Linked DNA regions of Mus musculus: region 1 is linked to region 2. The links are chromatin contacts, called in public HiChIP or PLAC-seq maps. All regions are on one chromosome and are shown on one strand. The core of a region is the stretch at or near the end of the contact, and the rest is flanking DNA. Distances in the headings are between cores, read along the strand shown. Region 1 overlaps Atp6v0a4 (ATPase, H+ transporting, lysosomal V0 subunit A4). Region 2 has its middle 29 kb from the start of Gm33318.

What was found. HiChIP or PLAC-seq counts read pairs in DNA pulled down with a chosen protein or histone mark.
Region 1: a contact with region 2 is called in a CTCF HiChIP or PLAC-seq map of the NIH/3T3 cell line, with 5 read pairs. The contact joins two enhancer-like sites. A contact is called at or near these places in 7 of 39 promoter capture datasets (the C10 cell line, the HPC-7 cell line, cranial neural crest and 3 more), 1 of 15 datasets of contacts at CTCF or cohesin (the NIH/3T3 cell line), 7 of 115 datasets of contacts at active chromatin or transcription factors (the NIH/3T3 cell line, craniofacial prominence, embryonic midbrain and 2 more) and 2 of 9 other capture datasets (adipose tissue and macrophages).

Annotation. Positions count from the first base shown.
Region 1 is chr6:38,091,457-38,094,231 of GRCm38.p6, reverse strand. It overlaps Atp6v0a4 (ATPase, H+ transporting, lysosomal V0 subunit A4), which reads left to right. Exons shown (of 21, transcript NM_080467.3): 2 at 161-294; 3 at 1,394-1,472; 4 at 1,737-1,831. The coding sequence starts at 178. Among named protein-coding and RNA genes, the nearest start is that of Tmem213, 17 kb to the left of the region's middle. Within about 2 kb of position 1,506, at least 17 of the 459 cell types and tissues checked have an H3K27ac peak or open chromatin away from gene starts, as enhancers often do. A contact at or near this core is called in the NIH/3T3 cell line, where this site is marked.
Region 2 is chr6:37,470,118-37,472,817 of GRCm38.p6, reverse strand. No RefSeq gene overlaps it. Among named protein-coding and RNA genes, the nearest start is that of Gm33318, 29 kb to the right of the region's middle. Within about 2 kb of position 1,382, at least 4 of the 459 cell types and tissues checked have an H3K27ac peak or open chromatin away from gene starts, as enhancers often do. A contact at or near this core is called in the NIH/3T3 cell line, where this site is marked.

The sequences.
Region 1 (2,775 bases), core at 257-2,756, 620 kb before region 2:
TCTGAGTTTGAGGTCAGCCTGGTCTAGAGAGTGAGTTCCAGGACAGCCAAGGCTACGCAGAGAAACCCTGTCTTGGAAAAAAAAAATCCTAACTGAAAGAAAGCACATTAAGATTTTCATATATTTATTAATCTCTTCCATCTCTTTCTTTTCCCTCCAGACTAAGGCTGGACCAACATGGCATCTGTGTTTCGAAGTGAGGAGATGTGTTTATCCCAAGTGTTTCTCCAGGTGGAGGCTGCGTATTGCTGTGTAGCTGAGCTGGGAGAGCTTGGCTTGGTTCAGTTCAAAGATGTAGGTACTACATTCCTTGGAGATAAGAAGGAGGTGGGGAAGGCAGCAGATAGCCCTTGCACAATACTTCTTGCTAATCAACAAAACATATTCTGCAGGAAGAGGATCCCAGAGCCTGGATGGGTGGAATTCCACGGCCCTGACCTCTGGCTAAGATTTCTGATGACCCTCAACAAGTCCTCCTCCCATGTCTTTTCTGGAAGCTTTAGCGCAAGGGCTGGATGGTAGACATCTCCTTGTCTCAATCCTTGTACCACAAGGATCTCCAATGGATCTGGGCAATGAATGCGTCGATTACTGATTTCCAGTGGATCAGAGAATGAATCCAGTGATCCCAATGGATTCCAATGAGTCCAATGAAAGCAGACAGTCTGTTTTCTCTGACTAGTCAGACTAGAGGCAGCACATTCTGTAGTCTGCAGTTTCTAGAGACACTGAGTTCCAGTGAAGATATTCTAGGAATGGACTGTCTGGGGCATTGCTTCGCATGGGCCATTATATCTTTGTCAAGCTTTTACTGAGTGCAATTTAGAAAATTAGTCCTTTATTTCCTCAGCAAGCTCCCTTGTGGGAGCCTGTGTCACTAGTTGTTAGCATAGTCCTCACTAACATTTTAAAGAGTTTTTATTTTTATCACTTTATCACATGTAGACATGTGTGTCTGTATGTGACTGTGTGCATGTGAGTGAGGGTGCTCACGAGGCCATAGGCGTTGGGTCCGCTGAGTTACATGGCTATGAGCTGCCTCTTGGGTGCTGGAAACCTAACAAGCAAGACTAACAAGCACTCTAAACCGCTGAGCCTTGCCTCCAGACCCAGTGTGAGAGTTACTCATGGCAAAGGTCGAGTTCTTGATGATGACCCGGATGCACTATGTAGACCTGTACAGTATTCAAGGTCCCTCATATTCCTGACCCCACTGAGGTGTGTGGGAACTGGAGGGTGCACCTTGCCTATAACTCGTGTATCTTGTGCACAGCCATATCTATTCCGAAGACACTCCTAGCAACAGTCTCCCGCATCAAGAAGATGATACAGGGTTGAAGCCACTGGCAGCTGTGGAATCCTAATGTAAACCTGTGGTTCCCCTTTCCTGCAGCTAAATGCAAATGTGAACAGCTTCCAGAGGAAGTTTGTGAATGAAGTCCGAAGGTGTGAGTCACTGGAGAGAATCCTGCGTAAGCTACCTCCCCCTTACTGCCTAAATGTGAACTGGAAGACGTAACTGGTTTGTAGACTATAACCACCATGTTACTTGGCATAACTGTGCTATGAGTGATACTTTCTGAGGTGATTCCCAAGGCGGAGGGTATAGAAGGTTGGAGGATGGACCCAGCTGTTGGGCGGGAGCTCCAACAGCACAGATAGCTAAGCTGGCCGAGGGCACCTGTTCCGCTGGACCCCCTCTTAGTTCTGGGAAGTCATGATCACCTGTGTTCCAGGTTTTCTGGAAGATGAGATGCAAAACGAGATTTTAATCCAAGTGCCTGAGAAGGATGCTGAGACCCCTCTCCCTCGGGAAATGATCACCCTGGAGGTAAGTGCCTTACTTTAACCATCTCCCCAGCTCAGAATGATCAAGTGGCTCTCACGTTCTTTACACGTGAGCAAGTGGGTGATAGTTCCCTGTGGGGGTTATTTTGTGTCTGCAACTGGCTAATTTTATACCAACTTGTCACAAGCTAGAGCCATCTGAGAGGAGGAAGCCTTGGTTGAGAAAATGCTTCCATGAGATTGGGCTGTAGGCAGGCCCATAGGGCATCTTCCTAATTAGTGATGGATTGTGGGAGGTGCCCGCCCCTTGTGGGTGGTGTCATTCCCGGGCTGGATTCTGGGTTCTATAAGAAAGAAGGCTGAAGCAAGCCATGGCCTCTGCATCGGCTCCTGTCTCCAGCTTCCTGCCCTGTTTGAGTTTCTGTCCTGACTTCCCTCGGTGATGGACTGTGATGTAGAGCTGTGAGGTGAAAACAAACAAACAAACAAACAAACAAAAACAACCCATTCTCTGCAGGTTGATTTTGTTCTTGGTGTTTTGCCACAGCAGTAGAAACCCCAACTAAGACACTATCCTAAGAAAAATCTCAGGAAAAAAAAAAATTAAAATAAATAAATAAATAAATAAACCAAAAGAAAAGCCAGGCGTGGTGGCACACGCCTTTAATCCCAGCACTCGGGAGGCAGAGGCAAGCGGATCTCTGAGTTCGAGGCCAGCCTGGTCTACAGAGTGAGTTCCAGGACAGCCAGGGCTACACAGAGGAACCCTGTCTCGAAAATTAATTAAAAAAAAAAAAAGAAAGAAAGAAAAAGAAAAAGAAAAAGAAAAGAAAAGAAAATCTCAGGGTGCAACTTTAAGGCTCTTATGCTAATTAAGGGGGGGCTGTTTTGCTTTGTCAACAAAGCTCACACCATTTTGAGGAGAGATTTCTTCTGTGCACCAAAGTTTTTCACAGGCAATGAAGGCTTAGTGTGTTGGCATAGGAT
Region 2 (2,700 bases), core at 133-2,632:
GATGAGCCTCTGCTTTCTTTCTGCATTCTCAAATCATTCTTTTTTTAAAATGTTCTCTCTAGAGCACATACTTCTTTTAAAACTCACTGTTTTTTACCATTCATACTTCATCCTTTGAGATTGTGCGGCAAGGAAGGACCCAGAGTAGAGAGTTACTGATTCAGTGGAAGTTCCATATGATCGATAGCATCCAATACCCAAGTTCTGAGGCATCCAATACCCTAAGTCCTGAGCCAGGCAAACCTGCAATAACAAGCTTCACTCTAAAGTACACCCACTCTCCCCTATTTCACTACCACTGAGCTATGGCTCCAGCTCTTAGCTCCTCTCTCTTAATTAATAGGTTAAATGAACCTCAGGTATTTATAATATTATCTGAATCATGCTTTTAATGCATTAGAAACATTGACTTTGACAAACTCTTTGTGAAGCGAGATCCTGTTCTTCGAAAAGGTGCCAGGATAAATAAGATGCTAGCGAAAAGGCAAATGTATTTCAAGGTCCAGGCAACTCTGTAACTGAAGTCCATGAACCCCGGAGTGCTTCCTTCCCCAGGTGGCTTTAAATTTGATAAGCAATGACTAGAAAAAAGAGGGGCAGTGCTGGAAATAGAATTTCTGCATCTCTCTAGATGTGTGTGTGCATGTGTGGGGGAGAGAGAGAGAAAGAGAGACAGAGATACAGGGACAAAGTCACAGAGAGAGACAGAGAGAACAGGAGACAGAAGGAATAAGAAGAAATAAGAAAAATACTACGTAAATCGGGAATAAAGAATACTCCATAAAACCCAGAATACGTTCAGTGAGACAAGTCACCCCAAGAAACAGGATCCTCTGGGCATCACTTATATTTAGTGTCTGGGAGGGATAACAGAAGTGACAGATTCTTAGGTCCAGACAACCTCAAGAACACAGAAATCTACCACCTCAAACTCTTGAGTTGCCAAGAAAAGACCCAGCATGCATGGACTCATCAGAAAAATTGTTTCATTATTTATAGTTTTTCCCCTGTGATTCATCTGCTCATGAAAATACACACACACACACACCTTTGTGTGCACACAGAAAAAGACTTAAACACTAAGGCTCATGGCAGATTTATTTGTGAGTCCCATCCCATGTTGGAGATACACAAAAGTCTGTTGACCCGTAAATGAAGAGATAAACAAGGAGACAGATAATGTGGAGGAATTTCAAAATCCTTGTACTTAATAAAAAGACATGCACAAGGCACCTAAGCTATAATTTCACTTACATATTACTACAGGGGAGCAAACCCCTTTCTATCAAGAGAAAGATTGCTGGTCAGTTATTGCTTGGAGTCTGGGCTAGAAGTTTCAAATTCATTGAGAAGAGAAACAAAGCAATCTTAGAAATATGACTCAGCTAAGTGTTGGCTAATAGCTATGTGAGTACACACACACTAGACAAAAAAAATCCTTAAATGGGCACTTTATTGAATATAAATTTTATATCTGAAAAGTTGATTAAACTGTGCACACAAAACAATTTTTCCAGGAGTTTAACTCCATAATTCTCTTGATTTTATGCTATTTTCAATTTCATATATTAATTTTAAAGATGTATTTATTTTATTGTATGTGTTTATTTTTGAGGGTGTGCTGGCATATATGTATGTATACAGTGAGGTAAGGAGAACAGAGGAGGGTGTCAAATACTGAAGCCAAGGGCCTTCTTCACGAGCAACAAGTGTTCTTAACCATTGAGTTATCTCTTCGACCCAATTTCATACCGACTTTAATCACCCAACAGCACAGTCATAGTTTTATACGATTGGTTTGGTTTTGAGAGAATATCTTAGTATGTAGGCCAGGATGGCTTCAAGCTTATTATGTGACTAGTCTCAAGTTTGCAGTAATCTCCTTGCCTCACCTAAATGCAGAGATTACAGGCAGTCACCATCACACACTATTGTGTCGCTCTATTTAGCTGTTGTATGCCAGCCTGCGGCTTACAAGGACCGGGTACACCAGGGAGGCAGGCTGGGGCTGAAAGAGACTTAGATGGCAAGAGGTTAATGGAGCCAAGACATGATTCTGTTCAAGGCTCTCCCAAGTGTGCTTATAAAAGCGGGGAAGGGCCATCCCCTGCCAGTCCATTCTTGGTGTCTGGAGCCAGCCTATAGGCGATGTGCAGAATAGGATGTTCCTCCGGAATGTCTCAGGGGCTTCTCAGCAGGTAGCAGTGTCTTGGAGAGAGCAGTGGCAGGTGGCAGAACGAAAGAGCCTTCTAGGTCGGAAAGCTCCACCTTAGGTAATTTCCTTCACAGTGGCAGCAAGGTCAAAGTCTGGATCAGCCTACTTCAGGGCTGAGGGAGGCTACAGTTAGCTAGTTCTGCTTGTTTTAAGATAGGTTTTACTGCTTATCTGAGACTGGCCTGAGGACTCCCAGCAGTCCTTGAGTGCTTAGAATCAGCCTCTAGGGTGGTGATGGAGCATGCTTTTAATCCCAGCACTCGGGAGGCAGAGGCAGGCAGATCTGTGAGTTCAAGACCAGCCTGACTTACAGAGCAAGTTCTAGGACATCCGGGGCCACACAGAGAAAGTGTCTCAAAAGCAAACAAACAAACAAACCAACAATCAGCCTCCACTATGCTGATGTCTTGCTTTACTTTAACAGTCAATAAACTTTTAGACTATTTTTTTAAAATAAACTCTACTGAATATTCTAATATTGTGAG